Linked DNA regions of Callithrix jacchus: region 1 is linked to region 2. Evidence: chromatin contacts called from public Hi-C data. All regions are on one chromosome and are shown on one strand. Each heading gives the region's core, a stretch centred on a gene start, on an enhancer-like site or on the middle of the called end of the contact. The rest is flanking DNA. Distances are from core to core; before and after follow the strand shown.

Region 1 (6,507 bases), core at 3,408-5,907, 470 kb before region 2:
GATCTCTTTGGAAAAAATCTTCTTTATCCTGTAGGCCTGTTTTAAAGGTTGGCTGACTTACTACTCTTCTTACTCTTCAGTTACTCTTCTCTATGTCAGTGCTACCAGAGTGCCAGTCTATAACAAAATAAAGAGCTTGTACCAGAATGTCAATCAGTGTATTACTTCCTTTATTGAAAAAGTCTTGATAAGAAAAAAGTGAATAAACGTCAGCTGAACTAAATATCATGCTCAGTGACATACTTGATTTGCACTCTGGTGTATGTGGATTGGCCGGTTGCCAGTCCCTGACACACCCTAAAGCATTATTTACTATCTCTTTTGGAAACTCGTAGCTTCTTTATAACCATAGTACATTTGTCACATTCCGGTATAGTTGGCCCTAGTCTTATAAATCTTTGATTCCACTGTGCTTTGCACAGTGCCTAGAATTCGCATGTCAGAAATACCTATTTGTTGGCTGAAGTACTGTTAAGTGGCGTAGTGTGGGAAGACTTGACCTTGGCAGTGAAAAGGGAGCCTTAGCCAACTGCAAGGTCAAACTTAGAAGCTGAAGGAGTTTGACCCATGCTGTGGCTTGAGTGTGTGCCCCAAAGTTCATTTGCTGGGAACTCGGGCCCCAGGGTGGCAGTGCTGAGAGTGGGATCTTTGGGCGGTGATTGGGTCATGAGGGCGGAACCCTCACCAATGGATTAATCATTCATAGATTGAAGGGTTAGTGAGTTACGGAGGCGGTGGGCTTGTTAGCATCAGAGTAGGTCACTTATCAAGTCAGTTTGCCTGTCTCCTGTGAGCCAGCCCCCTTGCCTGTGATGCCCTCCGCTGCCTTGGGGCTCTGCGGAGAGTCCCCGCCAGCAAAAAGGCCCTTATCAGATACAACCCCTCAGTCTGGGACTTCCCAGACACCAAAATAGTAAGAAATAAATTTCTTTTCTTTATAAATTATCCAATCTCATGTATTCAGTTATAGTGCACGTATATAGTTATGTCATGTACATAGTTATAGTGTATTTATAAGTCATGTTTGAACTATACCTTTGTTGATTTTAGAGAAATTGGGCAGAAATTTGTCGATATGATTAATATGCTTGTAAATTATAGTGTAACTAAAAGCACCTAAACTGCTATGGCCTTGAACATGAAATTCTCAGTACAGAGGGTAGACCATCACCGAGACAAAGAAGATTGATCAGTATTTTAACGTATTCGTGGCTTTTCCCTATGCGAGTGGGAACTACGCCCCCTTGTAGTTTCGTGCAACAGGTGATTAAAGGCAAACGTTCCCACTGGCGAGAGAAACTTGAGGAAGATTAATATTTGAAGATGAAAACTAGCTTAGGCAGCATGTATTTATATAAAGTTCCTGGTAGAAGAGTAGTTTGGTTTTCTAATGTTAGCAAGAAAACTCAGCAACCTTTCAATATATGTTAATAGACATGCTTATCTTTGAATAACCTCTTGACAATAGTTTGAAAATTAGAGGTAAACATTCGGTATTTGAAAGAACGAAGATTTTGCTGTATGTGGCTGAGTTCCCGGAAAACAGACACAAGTAACCTGCCTTTAGGATTCTCACTGTAGTGTGAAATGAGCAAATATACATAAGGTGGCCATAAGACCACAAGTAGCCGAAGCATTCATTTTAGCCATGTAGGGATAATCCTGACTGGTCAAGGGATATTTGAGTTTTTGGAGGGCAGGGTGGTCAATTTGTTTGCAAGGCTTCGTATAAGAGGTGATGTGCCTCCCTCCCCCACTTTGTCTTAACGTGTATTATACGTATAGTGAAATTCACCCTTTTAAGTGGATAGTCCTGACAAATGTATGCTCTCATATAAATACCACCAGAATCATGATACAGAACAGTGTTTCTTCACCTGGAAAAATTGCCTTATGCTCTGATGACAGCCTCCCCTTCACCCACTGGCAACCACTGATTTGTTTTTTGTTCTTATATTCATGCCTTGCAGAAACGTAATGGAACCATACAGTGTGTGGACCTTTTAGCCTGACTCACATGTTTTTAGTCTGCATTGGAGAGTTGTCACGTGTAGCAGTTGCTGTTTTGATTGCTGAGTGTTGCTCTTTTCATCGTGTGGATGTATCGGTCTGTTTTTCCATTCCCACTTGGGTGTTGTTTCCAGTCTTAGCCTTTATATAAAGTCTTCATAAACGTTCATCTGCAGGTTTTTGTTTTGAATATAGGGTTCTATTTGGCTTGGGTAAATATCCAGGAGTGGGGTTGGTTGGTCATATGGTGAGCATATGTTTAACTTTATGCGAAACTGCCGAACAGTTTAGGAGGATGTTTTAAATCCAGAGACGCCATTTTGAGCACGGAAAGTATTCAGATTAAAGGGGACGGTAGGGTGCAGTGGTGCTTGCATCAACTAGTCACGCTCTAGGAAATGGAATGGGAGCTTTAACCATGGCTTAGTGCAAACAGGTGTCGTTTTCCCAAGGTTTAGAAAAACAAAACAAAACCCAAGGCTGCTGTTGCTGCATGATGGTACCATGACCTAGGCCGTCTCTGTTGCTCCTTAGCACGCGGCTGTCCTCCTGCCTGTCACCAGAAGGTTCTTTCATATGCAAATATTACGCCACATTGTAGGCAGAAAGAAGAGAAAAAGGCAAAGGTACATGTAGCCTAGTTGCTCCCCTTTCATTGAGAAAACAATAGCTTTGTTTTTAGCTCCAACCAGGGGATATTTATATGGATCTCACTGGCTAGAGGTGGGTTGCTTGACCACCTCCAGTGGCAGTGGAGTCGACGGGGAGACCGAAACAAAACTGTTAAGAAATGGGGGAGAATAGACAATTAGCAGGGCTGCTTTAGTGCTTGGTGGCACAGCGGAATTCCAAAACTGTAAGTGAATTTTGGAAGCAGCTCTGTCCTTCTGAATAAAAGACTGGCTTGAGCAAGTGTTTAATAGGCTTGTTGGTGATTGTTTTAATGTAGTGGAGGCAGAGGGGATAGAGTCTAACTCTGGTTCCCAGAGGTATGCTGTGACAGCAGGCACAGTGCCTTGGAAGGGGAATGGGCAAAGTCTGTTGAGGGAATAGGTGAAGTTACAGGTTTGTGAAATTTAGAGGTGTTTAAAGGGAATGAGGAAATGGGTGAGAATGACAATGCTGGCTGAGGTTTATTTGTACCTGTGAGGTTGCCTTGTTAGTAAGTGCTCGGGAATTTCTTTGGGCACTGGCTCAGTTCATCTGAGGTTCTTCCATATTTTGTTTCTCGGGTTCTTGCTCTTTAATATATTCTGAAGTCTTCATTTTTTTCCTATATGAATATTTTATTAATAGAAGATATGGGAAACGTTGCTCTTCTTTTGGTACATTTGATAGATTTCTCAAAAGTACACAAATACTGTTCCTACCAGCCGTTTCAGAGGCCAAGGTGGGCGGATCACTTGAGGTCAAGAGTTTGAAACCAGCCTGGCCAACATGGTGAAACCCTGTCTCTAGTAAAAATACAAAAATCAGCTGGTCATTGTGGCATGCGTGTGTAGTCCCAGCTACTTGGGAGGCTAAGGCAGGAAAATTGCTTGAACCCGGGAGGCAGAGGTTGCGGTGAGCCGAGATTGCGCCACGGCACTCCAGCCTGGGCAACATAGTGAGACTCTGTCTCAATAGAAAACAAAAAAACAAACAATATCCTTGTTATGAAAATATACTTACTTTCTACACTTCTGTCATTCTCAATTTTTAAAAGTATTACTTGAACTCCTAAAAAGAGTAATGCCACATTGGTATGGCCGAATAGTCCTTATTTTATGAATTCAATCTTTCTGTGAGAGCTACATTCTTTCTGAGGAAGCCACTATATTCTTTGACATGCAGGAAAAATAAAGTCTTTATGTAACTGCTATGTTAGAAAATGCTTGTGAGAGATTTCACAGAGTAAGAATTTCAAAGCTTGAAGAAGATTGTAAAGGTCTGCTTCGCATGTGGCTTCCTTATCTTTAACAAAAGTGCATCTTTGTCTATTTCTTCATCTCCGTATTTTTCAGGTTAATCAAACTCAGAGGTACCCACTGTATTTAATTTAATAACTTTGAAGGCTTTCCACTAATAATCTGCTTTCCCTACCACCACCACCCCAACCACCGAAAAGCCACTAAAAAAAGTGGTTCTTTCTTAATTTCTGAACTGTGCGGTACCAGTGCTGTATGATTTGGCTTTACGGAAAATGAGCGGTGATTTGTTTCCAAAACCTTGCTTTTATTACAGAAATGGTGGAACATTTTCCACAGCAGACTGGGAGTCCACTAGGTGGAGCAGTTTTACAATTTATTTCAACGCTTCCTGTGGGTCTGAGGAAGTCCTTTTGTTTCCCTGGTTCATGCAGAATTCCGGTCCAGGAGAGCTGCTCCTAAAGAATGCTGCATCTCTTTGATGTTCAGAAAGAAAGAAAAGTACAACACTGTAGCTCGTGTGGAAGCAGTTGTGGTTCAGTAAAAGTGGGAAGAGGGGAAAAGCCAATAAATGGTCATGATCTGTGCATAAGGAAAAAATCGGAGAGCATAATGTGACCAGAATGGTCTGTGCTAAGATAGTGGCTAGCACGGTTTGCCCATGCGTTGGCTTTCTAGTGCTTAAAGACTGTCACTGCGGGCGCAGGGTATAGGCAATGCAGAAGGTCAAGATGAGGTAAAAATGAGAGAGAAGAGAGGAAGGAAAAGAGCATGGTTTCAAGACCATTTCCTTTTAGTGAACTGGGGAAAGACAGAAGTACAGGGAGAAAATAATTTTAGTAGGTAAAAGTACAGAGAAGCCAACTGAACATTTTTCTCGTCACAGCTATGAAGTTATATAACTTCATATTACCCATTCTCTAGCAGGGGATGTGGGCCAAGTTTTACATACGTGTAACTGCAATACAAGACCTAATTTGTGTTTTTTCAGTAGTTTTTGGATTTGTTACTTCTCGTGCTTTAGAAACCTGAACTCCTTCATCAGAGCTCCTTCCTTTTCCGTATTCATTTATCTCAGCCTTGCGTTGGTGGAGTCGGGCTTCCTCCTGTTGTTTATGTGTGTAACTAGGTCTTGTGTTTCTGATTTCTCTTTTTTGGGATAATTTGCTTTCTATCAACTTTTCTTTCCCCCTAGTTTTAAATCTATGGATTCTGTGTAAATAAGAATGGAATAAATTTTGGGAGAGGATTTTATTTATTTTAGCACCAAGAAAAATGAAATCTTCTACCTCTGTTTTAACTCCAATCTTAATACCTTTAGGAACATGATGCTTGGTTTTAGGAAGACGAATTTCCTCACCTTCAGGAACATGATACTGCTGTCTCCCAGAAAGAGAAAATTAGCTGTTTTAAAATTAGCTGTAGAAACTCCTTCGGTTTCCGCCGAAGGCGTTTCTACACATCTTTGATGTTTCATTTAGGGAATTCTTTCTTATATCTTATTTAAAGTCCAATTGCTATAACAAGTTTAAATTCTTTCCCATTGAAAAGCAGTTACTTAGCATCGGCTCTCTGGCGCCTCATGTAGCATATGGCCCAACATGGTAAGAGTCTGCATTAGTCTGCAAAAATGCTGAAGAAATGTAAGCAATAGGAAGTTTTGAGAGTTGTGGAGGATGTTCAGTAGCTGTGAGTCACATGTCCTGCCACTGTGGGGCTGTCAAAGTCGTCACTGTATTCTCATTTCTACTTGTGCATATTCTCTTCAGCTTGAGAACCACTGGACCAATCCTCTCTGTGAAACCGTTTTTCTTATAGCTTCTCATCTTCTTTTAAAGGCTGTAAATGGCTTCTTTCATCTTTCTTTGGAGGTTTTATTTTTCATCCTATTAATCATCTTTGAGTCTCTTCTGAATCCTTTCCAAGTCTTTTTTTTTCCCCTCCACATTCCTTTAGTTTAGAAGCACGAAACTGGACACGGTCCCTGAGAGTATCTGACTACTTTTGAGTATCCTGGGAAGATTTCACACTCGTGCAAGTGCCAGAGTCTACTTCATATAACCTTAGCTGATACTTGCTTTCCAAAAATGCAGTCATGTGTTCCTGACTGGCTGTCAGATTTTTATCTCCTATGACCTTGATCTTTTCCTCTTATGTTTATTTATAGTTTGTACATTCATCATGTTTTATTTATGGAGTCTATTTTTCTTGACTGGATATATATTGCTTCACACTGTCCTCATTGAAATTCATTGCGTTTTTTTCTGATGACTTAACCTCTTGCCCAATGACATTTCCATTGCTGTCTTTCAGTGTGGCCCACCCATAGGCTTTGTATATTGTCTGTGCTATTCAAGTCAGTAATGCAAATGTTAAGAAAAGGAAAAAGTGTCCTGGAAGCAATGGCAGAACACATTTGTTGGTGTGTCTCAAAATTTACTTTGATCAGCAGCCAGACTGAGTAGTAGAGAGCTGTGTTCCCCTCCTGTGTTTTTTTATATGACTAGAATCTATTGCCCTCACCCTGACAGTTTGGTGTCCACACAGTTGTGCAGAAAAATAAAGCAATTCATCTTGCATACTTCCGTCA
Region 2 (6,975 bases), core at 4,251-6,750:
TGATTGGCTCTGTCATCTCTGGAATTTAGGCAGAGACATTATTGAGAGTGAGATAAATTATGATGGCTCAAAGAGAATGGTTTATATGGGGGAATGGATATATAGTGAACTAAGAATGAGCACAAGGATTGTTGAACGGCTGTGAAATAATTTTGTTTGGCTCCTGAAACATTTGGAAGCCCAGAAGAAGACTGGGTAATAATTAGCCAAGTGTGTCTACGAGGTTATTATTTTTTTTAAAGGATTTTTTTCCAGAAGGGATTAAAGGCAGTTTACAAAAATATGTCTAGCATGACAAAATTAATACACATAATGGCAAAGGAGAAAAAAGTTTAATAAGACGGAACTCAGAATGAGGATGATAACCAGATTGTATACGAGGAAGTTTAGAAATGGACCATAAATTAGCTGTGAGCTTTTTTTTTTTTTTTTTTTTGAGATGAAGTTTCACTCTTGTCACCTAGGCCGGAGTGCAGTGGGTGCCATCTTGGCTCGTTGCAACCTCCTCCACCTCCCGGGTTCAAGCAATTCTTTTGTCTCAGCCTCCCACGTAGCTGGGAGTACAGGCGCCTGCCACCATGCCTGGTCAATTTTTTTTTTTTTTTTGCATTTTTTAGTAGAGACGGGGTTTCACCCTGTTGGCCAGGCTGGTCTTGAACTCCTGACCTCAGGTGATCCTCCTACTTCAACCTCCCAAAGTGCTGGAATTACAGCTGTGAGCCACTGTACATGGCCAGCTGTGAGTTTTTTAGTAGCAAATTGTAAAGATGGAAATAATAATCAGCTGATCCCAAGCCTGGATATGAACAGATGAATTAGGCAAAGCACGAGAATTGCTGGCGTTGGGAAAATGTTTGCCTGAGGTCTTTTCTGGGAATTGATAAAATATTAACTTGGGGGAAATGCTTTAGGTCCAGCAGAAAGAGCCCTAGGAAAAATCAGCCTTGATGATAAGAAAGTTAATAGTTGTGCTTCATTCTTTCCAGTGTTTGAAATCTACAGATGTTGTAAAGTGGGCAGAATTAGATTGGATTTGAACAATTAGAGTAAAACTAACCTCAGTAACAAAACACATAACTATAATGTGTCATGCAAATGTAATTTTATAGGAAACATTTATACATTTTAGATATTTTAAAGTATCAGTTTAGTCATCAAGGAAATCTAGAGATATATTTTGGCTTTTCTTGGATTCACCTGGGTACGTTCAGATTGTCAAAATATTCTCAGATATCAAGTGTATACAGCACAAACAACTGAGTAGAGAATACTTTCTTTGAAAAATATTCTGAAAGGATCTAGTTTCAAGCGTATTATTTATTGCCACCCAAATGATTTGGCAAGCCTGAAAACTGGGCAGTATGCCAAGATTGGTAGATAGTGGTACAGGAGTGAGTATAACTACATCAAACTCGAAAGACGGAAATTGAATTGTATTTCCAGTGAGGGAGAGAACACTTAAATTTTTGTATTTAGGTTTTTTTTTTTTGAGACGGAGTTTCGCTCTTGTTACCCAGGCTGGAGGGCAATGGCGCGATCTCGGCTCACCGCAACCTCCGCCTCCTGGGTTCAGGCAATTCTCCTGCCTCAGCCTCCTGAGTAGCTGGGATTACAGGCACGTGCCACCATGCCCAGCTATTTTTTTTTATATTTTTAGTAGAGACGGGGTTTCACCATGTTGACCAGGATGGTCTTGATCTCTTGACCTCGTGATCCACCCACCTCAGCCTCCCAAAGTGCTGGGATTACAGGCGGGAGCCATTCTGAAGCTAATTAAAGGATTTTACCTTGACTGCAGTCTTAATGAAAATTTGCATTTTTTAAACATTTCCTTAGATTGACTTGGATTAGTTTTCAGTTTTTTAATAAGAAGGATTAAAAAGTTTTCTTTCCTTTATTAAATGTGTTAATCATGTCCAAACCTCTTGTTTTAATTAGTTTGAGGAGGGACTGCTAAACAGAAACGTTACACAAACAAGTTGGTAATTATTCTCAGATCCTGGCCAGCCATGAAGAATGAGGGCAGGGGTGAGTGAATGATGGTGAATAGTGATCCTTCACTGCCACTAAGGATTAATAGTGAAGGATGAGGAGATCCCTGAATTAGTTCATGCTTGACAGAATGACTGACTGAATGAACATTTGCTGAGCTAGGTTCTTGAGATAGAAGTATGATAAAGTCATGTTCCCTGCTCTGAGAGTCTACTAGGGGATTATCTAGTTTATTAGAAAATAAGCCGGTTTTACCACAGTGTGGTCAGTGCTCTGATAAGTGGTTGGTATGCTGTGAAAATAGAGAATTGGAAACTGAGACATTTATTTGAATTTTTAGGGAAGTTGCTCACTTGCTCACTTAATTAAACAGCATAATCTTTGTTTTTTAGGTTTTTTGTTTGTTTGTTTTGAGACGGAATCTCACCTTGTTGCCCAGGCTGGAGTGCAGTGGCACCATCACAGCTCACTGTAGCCTCAACCTCTCAGGTTCTAATCTTTGCTGATTGATTAGCTCTGCATTGGGGCACTTTTTCAAAGCTTAGACCGGCTGTTTCCAGTCCTCTTGTAGCCTGCTAGAACTGAGCCGAAACATCAGCAAGATGTGCAAGTTTAGGGTCTTCTCAGGTCTTTTTGAACATGCATCCTACCATGGGCATGCATGTGGCTCTCTAAATTCTCTAGTAAGACATGGTAGCTTTTCAGTGCACTAAGTCTCCAACAAATCTTTCTTCTCAGGCTGCAGCATATCTTCTGTGTGCCTTAACAATAATAGTTTGCTTCAGGTGACAGTGGGTTGTTCATTTGCCTTTCAGTATCGGCAAAGAATACCCTCCACATAGCCACTTTCTGCCTCGAGAGAGTTTTGAGTTGGTGAAAATAAGGCAAGTGCCTTTTGTCAGGCCTGAAGGTTGTCCCCAGATAGGTCAAAACAGACCTTCACAGTTCTTTGAAAATAAGATCTGCTTTGCCTGCGGTAGAACTGGAGTCCCACACTGGAAATGGGGGCTGCCATTGTCAAGATTGTCACTGAATCGGGGAGGGCACTGGGACAAGGGCAAGTAAAAGTGCCGTGAAGATTTTCTGTTTCCTCTTCCTTGAGTTGGTATTCAGGTGTTGCCGTAAACCTCTGACTGTTTCCCAGAGTTCAGATGAAGTTACTTCTGAGAATTTCTGCTTATTTTTTGTTTACGTGTTCTTTTCTGGAGGGAGGGGCCCTCGGTGCTCTGCCGCCTCTGCTGACATCACTCGCATGGTTGATTGTTCTGAAGAGTAAATTTGATGGGAAGGTGAAGAGTTTTTGAACTAGAGAGAGAGTGATTTGGGAGTTACTAGATGCCAAGAGCTACAAGGGAGGTATATCTCTCAAACAGTTTTCAAGGGAAATATTAGAATTCATTTACATATTTTAAGAATTTTTTTTGTCATTTGTTATGGGACTCGTTTAAAAGAAATGCACAACTCTAAATTAGTAGGAAAAAAACTGTGGATCTAATACCAAACTTAAAGCTAAAACCATCATAGTAACTTTGAAACTATATTGTATTCCTCCCAGCCCCATCCTCCATCATTCCCGCAGAGATAAGTACTAGAGTGATTTTGCGGGGGTGGGGGGAGAGCTTATATTTCTTTTCTCCAAAGCAGTTTACCTAGTTATGTACATATCCCTAAACAATGTGCTCCTTAGTTTTGCCTTAGGCTCTATTTGAAATCCTGTATCGAGTGTTGTCTGTTTTACATTTTCCACTCCATGTTCATTCATCTAAGAGTAACCATGTTGAGTATAGCTGTACAGATGGTGTCTGCCTTACCATGGTTCAGCTCCAGGTTCTCCAACTTTACAGTGGTGCAAAAGCGATACACATTCAGTAGAAACTGCTTCGAGTAGAGCCATTCTGTTTTTTCAGTAAATTACATGAGACATTCAACACTTTGTTATAGGCTTTGTGCTGGCTGATTTGGCCCAATTATAGGCTAATGTGAATGTTCTGAGCACATTTAAAGTGGGCTGGGCTAAGCTCTAATGTTCAGTAAGTTAGGTATTGAAATGCATTTTTGACTGGCGATATTTTATATACACGATGACTTTATGGGAATGTAACCCCATTGTAGGTTAAGGAGCATCTGCATGTTGTTCACTGTCATGAATGAATGAAACTTAGATGTGAATGTTCCATTTTATCTGTCCGCTACGCGACAGGCATTTAGGGTTGTTTTCAGTTTTTGTGAAGATGAACAGCGCTAGTATGAACATTTTTCTGTGTGCACTTAAGAAGATACGTATAGTGTTTCCACTGAAATGAAATGACTGAATCATGGGGATAGACATGTTCCGCTTCACAAGATGGTATCACGTTGTTTTCTGCAGTGATTATTCCACTTTGCCTTCCTACCAGCAACATACAAACACCCCACCCGCCGACTGTTGTTTGTGCCCACGTTTGGCACTGTCAGGCTGCTTCAGTTTTGCTGAGGTAATGCTTGTAATATCAGTTCACTGTGGTTTTAATTTGAAGCGAAGCGTGTTGTATGTTAAACCATTCATATTTCCTTTTCTGTAAAATTCATTTTCTCTATTTTTTATTGGATTTTTTGGATTGTACTTAGAATTGGAAGCCCTTTATGTATTCTGTCAGTATTATTGCCTCATTTGTGTTGTGCCTATTCATTTTCTTATGATATCCTTTGTTTGTTTTGTTTTTTTGAGACAGAGTCTTGCTCTGTCGCCCAGGCTGGAGTGCAGTGGTACAATCTCAGCTCACTGCAACCTCCGCCTGGGTTCAGGTGATTCTCCTGCCTCAGCCTCCCAAGTGGCTGGGACCATAGGCATGAGCCACCAGGCCCGGCTAATTGTGATATCGTTTGAACAGAAGTTCTTAACTTTAATGTGAAAGTTGTGAATATATTCCTTATAGTTAGTGATTCTTGGGTTGAAGACATTTTTTATTAATGACCTCCGTGTCATCAAGAGGGTTTCCTATAATTTCTTCTAAAATATTAAGTTTTTGTTGAACATTTATATCTTTATCCAGAATTATTTTTAAAAATTGAAGTGTAGCATACAGAGAGAAAAGTGCACAAATCATAGCACTTGATGAATTATCACAGAATAATGGGTACATAACCTGTACCCTCTTTAACGACAACTCAGCCAGTTGTTACAAAACGACCTCTAAGTACTGTCCTCATTCTTCTCCCAGCGATGCATCCTCTGCAGACCTCTAACACTGCCAGCTGGTTTTGGCCATTTTGAAATGTATATAAATGAAATTATATGCTATGTATTCTTTTGTTTCTTATTTTTCTTGTTCAGTACTGTGTGAGATTCATGTTAAGCTTACCAGAAGTTCATTTTCATAGACGTGTACTGTTTGTTGTGAGTACGCCATGTTTTCTTTCTCCATTCTGCTGTTTCTGTCTGGAGGCCAGTATGAGTAATGCAGCTGCCACCACTCCTGAATGTCTTCTGGTGCACGCTTGCGTCTCTGTTGGGGGCATCTGTGGAACAGAATCGCTGGGGGTTTGTGTTATGTTCGTCTCGAGTAGATATTGCCACGTTTCCAAAGTGGTAGTACCTGTTTTCCCTTCTGCGTGCTGCGTATGTGAATGTTCCAGCCGATCCACATTCCATCCCGCTCTTAGGTTTAACCCACGTGTCAGTCTTTCAAGTTGTGGCCGTCCTGAGTGGTATGTCGCTGACCTCACTGTGGTTTTGAATTGCATTTCCCTGATTGCTGTTGAGACTGAGCATAGATTGATAGGCAGACAGGCTATTTAGATAGATTATTTGATAAAATGCCTATTTTTCTATTTTATTTAATTTATTTTTATTTTAAAAAATTTTTTGTAGAGATAAGGTCTTGTTGTGTTGCCCAGGCTGGTCTGGAATTTCTGGCCTGAAACAGTTCTCCCACCCTGGCCTCCCAAAGTGCTGGAATTACAGGCATGAGCCAGAGTACTCAGCCTTGCCTATTTTTCTAGTGTTTTTTTGTCTTTTATTATTATTATTATTGATTATAGGACTTGTTTTAATATTTATGAAATGAGCTCTTTGGTGTTTAACAAATATCTCTTCTGTCCATGTGACTGAAATTCTTATTCTCTTATCAATGTCTTTTAATAATCATAATTCCTAATTTTGATGTACTTTAGCTTGTTCGGCTTTTCCTTTATAGTTAATGCTTTTGTAGTCTGTTTAAGATCTTTGCCTATTCCCAAAATACTCTCCTATTTATCTTCTAGAAACAGTTTTACCTTTCACAGTTAGAGCTATAATTATTATAATTTTTTTTTTTGCTTGCATGAAATGAGGTGAGATTCAAAAGCAGTTTTTCCCCCATATGGATACCTGCTTGACTCAGCATCAATATTGGAAAAGACTTTCTCTTTTTCTGCAGTGCCGCTTCTGTCATAAACCCATATATATGGGGTTGATTTCATTTCTGCATTGTATTCTTCTAATGGAATATTGCTTTGCTGAAGTTTTGGTATCTGGGAAGGTCTCTTCACTTTCTTCGGAAAGATGCCATGGCTATTGTGAGATCTTTCATATAAATTTCACGGTTCTTCCCAAAACCATTTTGGGATTTTGATGAATATCACCGGATTTAAGAATACTGCTGAATCTACAGATAAATTTGGGGATTTTGGATACTGAATTTCTCCATTTATTTCAGTCTCTTTAATGTAGTTGAATAATATTCTGTGTATCCTTTGTTAAATTCTAAGTGTTTTATGTTTTTGTTTCTTTCGTAAATGGTATCTTTGAAATTACATTTTCTAAGTGTTGATATGCGCAGTTAGCCATTTTGCTAGATCTTCTTGATTAGCAAATTCTTTGTATGTTATTTTGTTTTTCTGCGTAGATCTGTAGCATCTGAGAATAATGATAGCTTTGTTTCTTCTTTTCCAATATTGGTTCTTTCTGTTCTTTTTTTCTTGTTTTACTGAACCGATTAGGATAGCACCATCCAATAGAAATAC

Evidence for each region. A called contact is a pair of places that touch in the nucleus more often than the background predicts.
Region 1: a contact with region 2 is called in a Hi-C map of skeletal muscle, with 5 times the contacts expected there. The contact joins two enhancer-like sites. A contact is called at or near these places in 2 of 3 Hi-C or Micro-C datasets (both in skeletal muscle).

Annotation. Positions count from the first base shown.
Region 1 is chr5:164,183,266-164,189,772 of calJac240_pri, reverse strand. The region is part of intron 5 of NUFIP1 (nuclear FMR1 interacting protein 1); the gene reads left to right. Among named protein-coding and RNA genes, the nearest start is that of NUFIP1, 14 kb to the left of the region's middle. Within about 2 kb of position 4,657, at least 3 of the 16 cell types and tissues checked have an H3K27ac peak or open chromatin away from gene starts, as enhancers often do. A contact at or near this core is called in skeletal muscle, where this site is marked.
Region 2 is chr5:163,709,681-163,716,655 of calJac240_pri, reverse strand. All of the region lies in intron 2 of TSC22D1 (TSC22 domain family member 1), which reads left to right. Among named protein-coding and RNA genes, the nearest start is that of TSC22D1, 82 kb to the left of the region's middle. Within about 2 kb of position 5,500, at least 1 of the 16 cell types and tissues checked has an H3K27ac peak or open chromatin away from gene starts, as enhancers often do. A contact at or near this core is called in skeletal muscle, where this site is marked.